3 separate regions of the Mus musculus genome follow, and regions 2 and 3 are each linked to region 1. Evidence: chromatin contacts called from public Hi-C data. All regions are on one chromosome and are shown on one strand. The core of a region is the stretch at or near the end of the contact, and the rest is flanking DNA. Distances in the headings are between cores, read along the strand shown. Region 1 overlaps Med27 (mediator complex subunit 27). Region 2 has its middle 17 kb from the start of Gm30761. Region 3 overlaps Gm30761 (a long non-coding RNA gene).

What was found. Hi-C and Micro-C count contacts between places; a contact is called where the count stands out from the background.
Region 2: a Hi-C map of cerebral cortex shows a contact between it and region 1, with 2.5 times the contacts expected there. The contact joins two enhancer-like sites. A contact is called at or near these places in 16 of 39 promoter capture datasets (the 3T3-L1 cell line, 3T3-L1-derived adipocytes, the C10 cell line and 10 more), 1 of 15 datasets of contacts at CTCF or cohesin (large pre-B cells), 7 of 484 Hi-C or Micro-C datasets (CD4 T cells, the G1E-ER4 cell line, the N1E-115 cell line and 3 more), 5 of 115 datasets of contacts at active chromatin or transcription factors (the 230-238 cell line, differentiating embryonic stem cells and embryonic stem cells) and 3 of 9 other capture datasets (adipose tissue, embryonic stem cells and liver).
Region 3: a contact with region 1 is called in a Hi-C map of cerebral cortex, with 2.3 times the contacts expected there. The contact joins two enhancer-like sites. A contact is called at or near these places in 4 of 39 promoter capture datasets (the C10 cell line, cranial neural crest, embryonic stem cells and 1 more), 1 of 15 datasets of contacts at CTCF or cohesin (large pre-B cells), 5 of 484 Hi-C or Micro-C datasets (CD4 T cells, the G1E-ER4 cell line, Sertoli cells and 1 more), 4 of 115 datasets of contacts at active chromatin or transcription factors (the 230-238 cell line and embryonic stem cells) and 4 of 9 other capture datasets (adipose tissue, embryonic stem cells, liver and 1 more).

The regions. Positions count from the first base shown.
Region 1 is chr2:29,398,627-29,402,760 of GRCm38.p6, forward strand. The region is part of intron 2 of Med27 (mediator complex subunit 27); the gene reads left to right. Among named protein-coding and RNA genes, the nearest start is that of Med27, 54 kb to the left of the region's middle. Within about 2 kb of position 1,810, at least 7 of the 459 cell types and tissues checked have an H3K27ac peak or open chromatin away from gene starts, as enhancers often do. A contact at or near this core is called in cerebral cortex, where this site is marked.
Region 2 is chr2:29,561,757-29,565,890 of GRCm38.p6, forward strand. No RefSeq gene overlaps it. Among named protein-coding and RNA genes, the nearest start is that of Gm30761, 17 kb to the left of the region's middle. Within about 2 kb of position 2,420, at least 30 of the 459 cell types and tissues checked have an H3K27ac peak or open chromatin away from gene starts, as enhancers often do. A contact at or near this core is called in cerebral cortex, where this site is marked.
Region 3 is chr2:29,540,281-29,544,414 of GRCm38.p6, forward strand. It overlaps Gm30761 (a long non-coding RNA gene), which reads right to left. Exons shown (of 3, transcript XR_866086.1): 2 at 3,926-4,102; 3 at 2,357-3,713. Among named protein-coding and RNA genes, the nearest start is that of Gm30761, 4.4 kb to the right of the region's middle. Within about 2 kb of position 2,276, at least 20 of the 459 cell types and tissues checked have an H3K27ac peak or open chromatin away from gene starts, as enhancers often do. A contact at or near this core is called in cerebral cortex, where this site is marked.

The sequences.
Region 1 (4,134 bases), core at 560-3,059:
GCCTTTGGGAAATGATGTCCTGTCTGTGTGGGATATGGCCACGACAGCCCACCCTTCTCTGCCCTTGCCTCTCCCCACCTCAGTCAGTGCATGGGCCCTGACCTGTGAACCTTAAGTCCCAGCTTGCACCTTGCTCCTACTGTATCTCCACCCCTGTTGCAAGGGAATGTAAAATGCAGCTCACAGGCTATCTCAGACCTTATTAAAACATCATTTCCCCTGCCTTGGTCCCAGATTTCTGTGCTTAATCATAGAAAGGCAGCTTGCTCAAATATACATTATTCTTGTTTGGAAAACTCTTGTCGGCTTGTCTATCTCCCCACCCCCTCTGCGTTCTGTAACCCTGCTTCACTGAGGCAAGACTTATTAAATATCATAATTTGCTCGTTGGAGAATTATTTGTAAACTTAATTAGCTCTGTCGGTGTTTGAGTTAATTTTCTCTCTGAATTTCAGCCTCTCAGGTCCTGGTTTTCTGGACTCTGTCCTGTGTCTGTTAAAGACTTTGTAAATAGTTTTGAAATGCCAGTTGGTGATATATAGGCCTCCTTAACATTTCTTTGATTTATGTGCAGTGCTGTGGAAAAAGGCAAAGAAAGCAAATTATATGGGGAAAAATGTTGCCAATCTTCACTTTTTTTTTTTACCTTTAGTTTTAAAAAGTACACTTATCAATCATGTCTGATGGATTTTCTTTTTTATAAAGATTGAAAATTTAACTATTTGAAGACTCCTGCAATGCAGGTTGTTTTTGCTTAGTCACATGTAGCTGAACACTGGATAGGGAGCCCAAATTCCCAAAGCTGTCTCCACTGTCCCCAAAGGCATCATGGAAACAGCAGATGCTGACTGAAAGGCTAGATGGCTCTTCATGCTGGAAGCGTGTCACATCTGTATCTGCACCCCAGATTCTTGTGGTGAGTCAAGCACAGCTCAAGTGAGCTTGCTGAGATTTGTCCAAGAGGAACTCTGTGGCATAGTGAATTCTTATTTGCACTTATTCATTAGGATGTGTGCATGCACGCACACACCCTGGTACATGTGTGGAGGTTACAGGACAACTTATGGGAGTCAGCACTCTCCTTCCACCCAATGTGTAAGTTCCAAGGATCCCAGGCTAGTCGTCAGCTTGGCATCAGGCACATTGACTGGCTGAGCCATCTCCCCCAGCCAGTCTGATGGCTTCCAGGGAGATAATGAACCAAACAGTGACTCTATACATATTTCCTAAGATTGTTCCATGATGGGTCTCAGGTTTCAGTGTGCCTGAGACCCATGTGCGCTCACTGGTTTTGATGTAAATTCTTGAGCATCTCATAGAAATTATCAACCAGCAGATTTGAGGCAGGGTCTTATAATCTGCAGATGGGGTCAGCACCCTTTGGGTGGCCCTGATGTCAATGAAGCAGGCTGGCAGGGGTACTATGTGTAGTACCCCTATGCCCACAGTGTGGCACAAGTTCACAGCTCCATATCCAAAGCCTGGGAGTCTGAATGGGTTTTGATTTAGAATTTTATGTTCTAGAAAGGCAGCATGTCAATATACCATATATAACACTAATTCCTCCAGTGGGATCCAGGACAGTACCTGGTAATCAGTACTGTGCTGGTGAAATGTCTGCCTCTTCACAGTAAGTCAGAGAAATTAAGATTCAAATAGATTCACAGCAGTTCACGGCAGGTTTTGCTGCCACACGAGTTCTGCGCCTACATTGATGAGAAAGCTTTTGACTTTGAGGACTTCCATGCATTTTCATATTTCGGGGAGGAATCCTGGCTCTGTGCTGGCAGCTTCTTGTCCCGTCCTCTGCTCTGGGTGTGAGACAGCAGAAGGCAGTGAGTGGGTGAAAGGTGTGTATACAGCTAGAACACTCCCTCAGCAGCAGCAGCAGGGGCTTCTGGGAGTGCAAGTGCAAGTCCAATGCAGTTGGCTCCTCTAGAGCTGAAAAAGCATCCAGTGCGTTGCGACTCCAGGGCCAGCAGGGACAGTTTGCTAGGCTGTGGTAAGCCATGGTTCTAACTTCCAAGAGGCCTGGCTGCAGACGCCTCTCTGCTGCTTCCGTCATGATAAACCCTTACTAACTGGGCATCCCAAGAGTGACTGCTCCTTGTAACTGAACTAAACCAAGTAATGAGGCCATTAGAGCTGTACCCCATCCTGTGTCCACCCTTCTCCAGGACCTCACTCACCCCCAACATGGTGCTCAGCACAGTCTGAAGTTTACCTCCTATCTCATCTGGCTTTTTCCCACTAGCTTGTGTACTCATTTCTTTATAAAATCCATAGCAAGGGCATTCTGAGTTCTCAATGGTAGAGTGTGTGTTCTAGAAGAGGTGCTTAGCAGGCTGGCCAGATTCCAGCCTCTCCATACCATTGCCTGAGCTTCGGTTCCTCCTCCTCAGCTTAGAGTTAGCACCAGTGCCTACTTACACAGCCATCAACGCAGACCACTTGAGTCCCCAGCACACAGTGAGCCCTTGCTATTCTCCGGATATAAAATACCCCCAAAGGTTCATGTACTGGAGCTTGGTTGCCAGGTGATTGCATTAATCAGTAGATTAATTCTTTTTTTTTTCCATTTTTTATTAGGTATTTAGCTCATTTACATTTCCAATGCTATACCAAAAGTCCCCCATACCCACCCACCCCCACTCCCCTACCCACCCACTCCCCCTTTTTGGCCCTGGCGTTCCCCTGTACTGGGGCATATAAAGTTTGCGTGTCCAATGGGCCTCTCTTTCCAGTGATGGCCGACTAGGCCATCTTTTGATACATATGCAGCTAGAGTCAAGAGCTCCGGGGTACTGGTTAGTTCATAATGTTGATCCACCTATAGGGTTGCAGATCCCTTTAGCTCCTTGGGTACTTTCTCTAGCTCCTCCATTGGGAGCCCTGTGATCCATCCATTAGCTGACTGTGAGCAACCACTTCTGTGTTTGCTAGGCCCCGGCATAGTCTCACAAGAGACAGCTACATCTGGGTCCTTTCGATAAAATCTTACTAGTGTATGCAATGGTGTCAGCGTTTGGATGCTGATTATGGGGTGGATCCCTGGAGTAGATTAATTCTTGTGGTGGATTCATAGTATGATGGCATTGCTGGGGGTGGGGGAAAGGAGAGGCAATAGGTGTGGCCTAGTTAGAGGAGGTAGGTTATTGGGGACATCCCTGGGAAAGATGGTATCTTGTCCTCTGCCTCTCTCATATTTTGCTGCCTTGAAGTGACAGGTCTCCTCCACATGCCCCTACTACCACACATTCTGCCTCACTCAGGCCTACAGTGAGGAGCAGGCTCACTGTGGACAGAAGTTGGTCTTTCCTCCCTATACTTGCTTTCTCAGGATTCTTCTCAAGGTTGTGAAGTCTAACTAACAAACTTGTGTATCATTAATGTTAACTTTTTTTTTTTTTTTTTTTAACCACAGGCTAGCCACTGTTCCTGACAAGGGAAGTCTCTGTTCCTCAGGGTTTTCACTAGATGAAAATCTTGACCTAAAAGCAGATACTACTTTTGGTTTCTAGTCACATGTAGCCCTGTGTACTGCATCTGACACAGCAGCACACTCTCAGCATATTGCTACTGAACATTCACATGGGCCCTGTGCAGAGCCAGTGGGACATTGGTAGAATTCCACGTGCTGTCATGCTGTAATATACAGTGGTAATAGAATAGCGGTTTCTGGGAGGCATGGTGCGATGTCTGGACTGGCTTGAGGAAACACATGTGAAAGGCGGCCTTTGTGTATCAAGGGTGAAAGGACAGTAGTGCAGCCCAGCGGCCTGTTCTTCTCAGCCCTGGCCCAAGGATGGCTCCTTTCCACACTGATCTCTTCCCCTGGGTGGGCACAGTAGGGTATAGTCATGGGTATAGTCATGCTCGCACTCTCTCTCTCTCTTTAATTTTTGAAGGATTTTATTTATTTTACATATGTGAATACACTTTCGCAGTCCTCAGATACACTAGAAGAGGGCATCTGGTCCCATTACAGATGGTTGTGAGCCACTGTGCTTGCTGGGAATTGAACTCAGGGCCTCTGGAAGAGCTGTCAGTGCTCCTAACCTCTGAGCCATCTCTCCAGCCCCCAGTCATGTTCTTGATCTTCCCTCATGGATACCGTTCCCCTGCCCAGCTGCT
Region 2 (4,134 bases), core at 1,170-3,669, 160 kb after region 1:
GAGCTAAATGGCACTCAGAATTGGAGAGAGAGAATGGGTACCCTTGCCCATAGGGCACCTGTGCCAGGTGGGGTCCATACCCAGGCACGGGGTGCCAGCATCCTCTTTTGACTCCTGTCACTCTGTCTGAGATACACCTGACAACTCAGGTTGGACAGAAATCCACATAGTTTTCCTAGCCAGAGGAAAGAGGACTGGGCTGGTCGGAGATAGGGAAGGTTTAAGCAGAAGTCAGCAGCTGGAGGTGGGAGTAAAGTCCACAAGGACAGAAGGAACTTCATGTGTAAAGGCCCTGGGGTGAGAGCTAAGGCATAGGAGATTCCGGGAACAAGACTAGAGTGGCTGGAGGTGGAGGCATCCTGAGATGGGCCTGGAAGGGCAGGCAGGCCAGTCTCTTACGTAGTATGGAGAGGACTACTAGACCCAGGAATGGGTGGTGTTCACCGGGGATCTATAGAGGTGTGGGTGGGCACAGAGGTGACTTAGCTGGTAAAGACAAATACTACTGAGATGGATGACCTGAGTTCAATCCCCAGCCCCACATGGTGGAAGGAGAGAAGTGACTACCACAAGTTGTCCTCTGACCTCCACACACATACCCCCACATATGCACACACATTCATAGACATTCACACACACACACACACACACACACACACACACATACATACATACATACATACAAATCAATGATGAAAATAAAATTTTGAAAGAAGAGGCCCAGGTTGACAGCTGTTCTGCTATGGGTTCTGGGGTACAGGTTCAGTCCCCACTTCCTTTGTGGACAGCTTTGATCTGTGCAGTCCCAAGGCACCTCTAACTGGCATTCCCTTTAGATATTTTGCTCATGGTCTCCTTACGTAGACCCTGGTAAATAAAGGCAGGATGAGTCTGTCTGTGCCTCTGCTCCGTATTTGTCTGCTTTACTATGGTCACATGCCTACAGCCTGTGTGTCACTCACTCTTGTCTAGAACCAGGAGGACCATGACCTTCTCAGTCTCCTTCAAAGCCAAAATTACGAAGGTAAGAGTGGAAGGAAGCCTTATCAGCTTCCAATGTTCTGTTCCAGGCCCTGTAACATCCTAGCCATTGTCCACATGTCACCTTAGATTCCAGAACTAGCAGAGCCTCATAGGACAGACAGACCAGCACCAGCTGACAGTGATTGTTCGAAAGGAAGAGGACACACCTTGCAACAGGGATGTCCACCTCCAGAGCTCCAGCTTGTCCCCTCGGGCAATAAGGACTTTCTCAGAGTACCCTATAGACCTGAGGCAGGCACATTTAAAATATATATATATATTTATTTTCTGATTTTCATTTATGTGTCTGTGTGAGCACAAGTGTGTGTTGAAATCAAGAGAGGACGCCAGATGCCCTGGAACTGGGAACTGAACTTGAGTCCTCTGCAAGAGCAGTGTGTGTGCTCTGAATGGCTGAGTCAGCACACCTCTTGCGCCCCTCCCCCGGGTGCAGTGGGGGGAAGGGGTACCTCTCCCAATTCTACTTGAATCTAAAGTTTGAATCCTCACATCAGTTCCCTGAAGATGGACCTGAGACCCTTCATCTGCACTTTGCAGTGTGCACACACTAGTGAACATTTTGCAGTGTGCACACTCTGGGGGACAGCTTCTCCCTGCTTTCACCACCACAGGCCTCTTTAGCTAGCACGCTGGATGTATCAGGATGGTGGCCAAACCAAGCTGCTGAAGCCCCTGGAGCCAAGGCTTTTACTATAAAAACTACAACCCAGCACTCACCTCTTGAGTAGCTCTGCCCTAGGCACCCACATGGACAGTTCTCCCTACACTTAAAGGGGTTTTCTAACTCAGCTCAAATCAGCCTTAGGGTGGCTACCCACAGGAAATATACATTGTCTCTGTCACCAGAAGCAATGGTGCCCCAGCTTCCACCCCTTGGCCTCAGCAGCTTGTTCGGGCCCCAAGCAACCCCTGGACATTAGCAAGGCTAACTGGCTGAGGGGCACAAAGGAGACTGAGAATCCAGTGTGTGACCAGTCCTGGGGACGACCTAGGCTGTCCATACTCCCTGCCCCCACACCCAGTTACATCAAGCCTAAAGTCCAAGGTCTCTCCAGGGTGTCGAGTACCAAAACTCAAATCGACGCAAAGGGTGAATGAGATCTCCACTTCCTGTCCTGTACAGCCTTCTACTCATGAGGCGTGCTCAGCTATGTATCGGGGGCGTGTCTCCTTGCAGCTTGCTGCCTCCTGGTCCTTTCTGTCCACACAACTTGAAATTCTCTCCAAGGCAGGATCTACAAGGGCAGCCAAGAGGCCTCCTTCCACAGAGGCAAACAACGCTCACCAGGACTAGCTGTTCGGCAGAGTCACACAAAGCTAGTCGGGTTTTTTTAATTGGCCAGAGGCCTAGAAACCGACTGGCTCTGAGAGAACTGACAGATGGGATCCTATATGAAGTGACTGAGTCACTCAGCTCAGAAAGCGAAGAGCTTATTAGTCAGTGTCTCAAAGGGCTGCAACTTCACCGGAAGCCTTCGGGCCCAGCCAGCTGGGACTGCCTCACCTCCTTGACTGGCACTAACTTTGCCAGAGGATCCACAAGCCCAGGTATGGAAGCTGAGTTCCCACAGGCCTGCCTTGTTCCTGAGGTCCGGGCTTGCAGGGGACTCAAGGGGTTCCTGTTTGTTTACTCACAGGCTAGACCAAGCCAGCAGCTCTCCCAGCGCCATCTTTGAAGTCCTACCTGGGTCTGAGCTTGAAGTGGTGTGACCCAGGAGGCTCCACATCCTAGGGACCCCGGACCATAGTAGCTTGGGATGTGGAATCTGGCCAACTGTTCATCAGGGCAGTCTATTCCTTGTTGACCAAGAACCACTTGCCAGGTTGTCTGTCTTCCCTACCCTATTTCTCCCATAACCTGCCAGAGGGTTACCTGAACTTGACTACACACACACACACACACACACACACACCGACACACACACACCGACACACACACACACACACACATGTTATCTTCTAAAAGCTTAGGCCAAAGCCACAGAAAAGAGCCAGATGTTCTGTCAGGGTTCCCAAAGAGACAGAGCCCTAGATCACCTGGAATGATCTCTAACTTGGCCAACACCTGCTCAGCACCCACATCCCCAGCACTGCACGGGTGATGCACAGGTGCCCTTGGTGATGCTGGGACAGACCAGCAGAAGAGGTCCCTGCACCCATGGGGCTGACAACTGCCCTTTTTTTACATGTTTGCAAAAGAATGTGCCTGTGTGCTAGAGAGTTGGCTCTGCAGTTAAGAGCATGCAGACTCCTCTCGTCAAAGACTCAGGTTCAGGCCCCAGTGCCTGACAACTGCCTGTAACTCCAATTGCAGAGACCTTCCAGGATACCTGGAGTCATGTGCACACACACACATGCATATAATTTAAAAACACATCTTTGAAAGCTAACTACAAAGAAACTGAGCATACATACACCACCACCACCACCATAGGTTGAAGGTCAGCCTGGCCATACATTGTGCACAGGGAACAGGAGGAAGGCTTCCACCTACTCAGAGGATCCCACCCTGCCCTCAGGACTTCATAGCCTGTGCCCTTTATGGTCACTGTCCCCTACGGCCACTTTACGCACTTGAAAGCTTTAGACTGTTTTTCTTCAGAGACCGAGGGACCATATATCCCCATCTCCATTTTTGTTCATGCTACAGAGGCCAAGCAGGGTCCAAACATCAAATAAGCCCTGAGCCCCGAACTACACCTGCTGCAGAATAAAGAATCAGAAGGGGAGGGGCTCCCACCCCTGCTGGGTGGGGGGAGAGCAAGGATGGCTCTCTGATCCCTCATTGGTCAAGTTCCCAGAAAGCATTGCATCCGAGTTCCCCTTCTCCCGGAGCGTTTTTTTGGCCGCCTGCAGGCCTGCTCCTCTGTCCACCGGCCTCTCCCCGAGGAAGCCCCTGGTGTCCCCAAGCGGAGCGCCTGATGTAAGCTCCCATCTTCCCACCAGCAGCGGATCCATTCAGGTCAGCCCAGGCAGCAGGCCAGGCAGAGGGTCACTGCTAACTATATGCTAATGAGAGCTGAGGCCAATCAATCCGCCCTTAATCAGGCAACCACTGTGCACAGCAGGTGTGTCCAACCCTGGCCTAGG
Region 3 (4,134 bases), core at 1,026-3,525, 140 kb after region 1:
ACAAGTATCGACCACCAATTAAACCATCAAGCCACGGGCAACAACTTTAATTTTTAGTTCTCTTCCTCAGCTTTTGTGGGCTCTGACTTGGGCAGACATCTGCAAAGGCTCTTCCCATCTCAGCCGGTGTGCAGCCTGTGCCTGGCAAAGCAGGAGATGCGGACCTGGGAAGCCAAGCCTTCCTCATCACAAGGCCATTCCACTGTGTGTGTGTGTCTGTGTGTGTGTGTGTGCGCGCGTGCATTTGCCGTGGGCTCATCTGCAGGTTACAGGAAGGCATTCAGAAGTTGGGTCTCTTGTTTCTCCCTCTGAGCTGCTTAAGCAACCTTCTCCCTGATGCTCTTCTCTCCACCAGCACCTTACCCGTCTTGCTGTAGACATGCTGGCATTACAGGCAGGGCTACTTCATCCTGATTCCTTACCTGGGCTCTAGGGATTGAACTCTGGTTATCAGACTTGCTCAGCAGACCTGAACCATCTCTCCAGCCCCACACTGCCTTTCTCTTTTTCTTTTCTTTCTTTTCTTTTCTTTTCTTCCCTACCTTTCTTTCTTTTTTTCTTTTTTTTATGATAGCTCTGGCTATCCTGGAACTTGCTCTGTAGACCAGGCTGACCTTAAACTCACAGAAATCTGCCTGCCTCTGCCTCCTGAGTGCTGGGATCAAAGGTGTGCCCCACTGCCCGGTCCCACATTACTTTTAAATCAAGCCAGTAGTGATTTTGTTCTTGGAAGAGCCAGTGTGGCCCCGACCTCAGCTGTCCTCCGTCAGAGTCTAACTGTCTTAACCCAGGCTGTGGATGGATGAGCCCCAGGGGCTGCTAGAGGCTAAGCCATGAGGGCAGATGCCTGACTGCTCGGCCCATCTCTACTGCTCTGGCCTCTGGCTTCTCACCCCCTACTCCAGTTTCCAGTTCATCTCCTGGTCTCCATCTTCTAATGCCATTGCAGGTGGGAACATCTTAGCTGATGGTGCTGCCTCTGCGCCTCTTGTCAGAGCCGTCACTCAGGCTACCCCAGGCCTGTTCCCTCTCAAGATGACACCTATGTGGATACTGGTGGGAAGTCTGGGCTCTTCACCAGAGAGCTGTTTGTCACCCCTGGCTCCTGGAGTGGCCTCACAGTTTAGTGCCAGCTCCACTCACAGCACCTCCTCCCGCCCTCCCCACCCCCTCTCCCCTCCCCTCCCCACCCCTCCTTCCTCCCCAGGTAGAGACTGAGAGGGAAAATGCCCCTCCCTCAATTCCCTCCTTCTTTCTTCGGTAAGCATGAGTCCCTCGCCCTGACTGCCAGACAAGGGTGGACAGAGGCCCCACCCCTCGTGCCTAGTAATAGACATGTTTCGTGTCCTCACAGCTGTCCCTTTCTCCCCAAATGATTCACATTGCTCCCTTCTCACCAAATGAACTCAGCCCTCCTGCCAATAGCCCCCTAAAATATCCAGTGTGATGGTATCAATGGAAGCCCACCGTCTGGCCTGCCGGGAAGGGAGAAAGCTCTGAACAAGGCTCTCCTTTCCATCTGACCACCAAGCGCTGGACCATTCACAGAGCCAGCTCACAGCCCAGGCCAGGCAAGGGGAAGGGCAGCAAGTGCCACTGTCCCTTTTCCTGGCCTGGCGGGGTAGTACCTTCCCTGCCTCCCAAGTGAGAGATAGGAAAGAGGATGCGTCAAACGAAACATAGGGTCAGTTCACAGGAGCCCCCCCCCCCCCGCCCAATCTGTCACTTGAGTGAGTGTGACTCAGTTCTTTCCCCCCCTTGACACTGGGCATTTAGTGCAGGCCTCTCCCCTTCCCATCCTCTCTTTCTGCTCCTCCTCCCGCTCCCGTGAGCCTCGATTCATGTGGGTGTACATGTGGGGAGTGTGAGCCGCCCGTCACCCTGCCACCCGTGAACTTGGATGGATGGTGACATCAACGTGAGTGCCAGGCAGGAAGCTGGCATTTCAGCTCCAGAAATATCTCCAGAGTGAGTTAGACCATCGGGGACCACACGTGGGACCATGACGTCACCTCCTTTTAAAGCCGCCGCTTCATTGTCTTAACCCAGGCTGTGGATGGATGAGCCCCAGGGGCTGCTAGAGGCTAAGCCATGAGGGCAGATGCCTGACTACTCGGCCCATCTCTACTGCTCTGGCCTCTGGCTTCTCACCCCCTACTCCAGTTTCCAGTTCATCTCCTGGTCCTTCCAGCCTGACCATTGGATGGAGTAAGCTTAATAAATAATAACAGGTGGCAGCAGGCACCGCAGGGTAGAGCCAAGAGCCTGGGGGTTGAAGCCCCATAGAAGCAGACGTTTTTGTCTTATGTATACCTAAAGGAGCAGCACAGACCACAACCAGGAGATTTACATCCGCGGAAGTTTATTTGCACCATGGTTCCGGAGACCAGGAAGCTGGGATGGCAATGTGGAGTCATCTCTCAGGGGAAATCCAGTGTTAGTTACCCCACGGACAGGAAACAAGTAGAGCTCCCTCCACAGTGCTACCAACAGCAGAGTCCATGTCTGGCATCCCAGTTAAACAGGGCTCACCTTCCTGCCATGAGGGGGTGTAAATGCAAGGGGCCCTCTGAGAGGTGCCATCTTGCACAGGCTGCGTGCTGGGTCCCCAGCATAGCATTCCCTCAGAGGGCTGTCTGTACCTTGCCTCCGGCCCCTGTGGGTAAGAACCTTACCAAGTCCAACCACAGCCTCAGAACAAAGCCTCTGGCATAAGAACAGAGTAACATGGGAAGTTGCCCCTGGGACAGTAGCCAGTATCTGTCCCTCTGTAGCTCCCTAGGATTGCCACTTTGTCTCAGAGCAGTAGGGAGCAGGCCATAGGCCAGCTGTGTGGTCACACTGGGTTTGTAAGTGTTGCCAAAATCTAAGAGAAGGGGGGGGTCTTTTCAGGGTCCAGGGTGCCCAGGCCCAGGTCCCTGCCCACAGCCTCACTCAGGCACTGGCTCTCCAGGGATGGACAGGGCTGTGCACAGTGCACCATAAGAGCCTCTCTCTAACATCACAAAATGTTCAACACAAGGCTGTCTTCTCTCCTTTAACTCATAGAAGCCAAAGTTTACAGTGGATAAGAGAATTGCCCTAGGTCACTGGCTACAATGGAGTGGACAGGTTCCCTGCTCCAGCGATGCACGCATCCTGAGAGGCCCCTAGTCCCTCAGCCTAGTGGGAGCAGGACCCTAGGGACAAGCAGTCTGTTGCGTGTGGGAGAATGATGAGTGTCTGTAGCCATCTAACATGGCTTCCCCAGGTGGTGACATCTGAAATGAGTGTGGAGGACCGGTCAGATGTGAGCAAGGGAAGCTGGGTGGAGCTGCCTCATCAGAACCTGCAGGGGAAGGACAGAAGGATCAGAGCTAAAAACACAGTGAGTTTGAGACCAGCCTGGGCTACACAGTGAGAGTCTGTTAAAAACAAAGCAAAAGAAGACACCCAAGGGAGGCCCACAACCCAACAGATACCATGTCTCCGTGAAAGGCCCAAAGACGGGGCACTGGCGTACGGATGAGGGGAGGTGGTCCTGGCCCTCCAGACCCTGAATGTCACCAGCTGGAGGAGAGCCCAGCTGTTGAGGCAGAAGGCAGACTGTGATCCCCCATGCCACGACTTTCTCACGTTCCCAGCAGTTCGGGTGCAGCTGCAGCAGGTGGGCGGGTGCGGACAGAGGATAGCTCTTCAAGCGGTCTCAGGCTCTCTCCCTCTTTTAGAGGAACCTGGAACGAGAGAGATGACAGCCAGATGAGATGACGTCCATTCCTCTCGGTCCTGGTGTGGCCTTTCTTCTGGTAAAAGTTTTCAGCTAAAAATATCTACCCTCCCCCATCCCCAAAGCTCTGTGAAGATCGTGTGTGAAAACTTCTGGTGGATTTTCCTGTACAGGCAAGAAGGAAGCAGGCCTCACCCTTCACCCCCCCAGGCCACTAACCTGCTGCATCCAACGGTGTGGGAATCAGTAGGCAGGAGGAGGGTGATAGCAGGGCTGAGCCAGGGGACAGAAGATGGTCACCACCTCAGGACCAGGGAGGAGCCCCGCCTTTGCTTCAGAAGGCAAGAGTAGCCACGCCCTTGGTGCTGGCAGAAGACTACCTCTCACCTCTGGCACCTGAGGATAAGAAACCAAGTCAAAGTAACAAA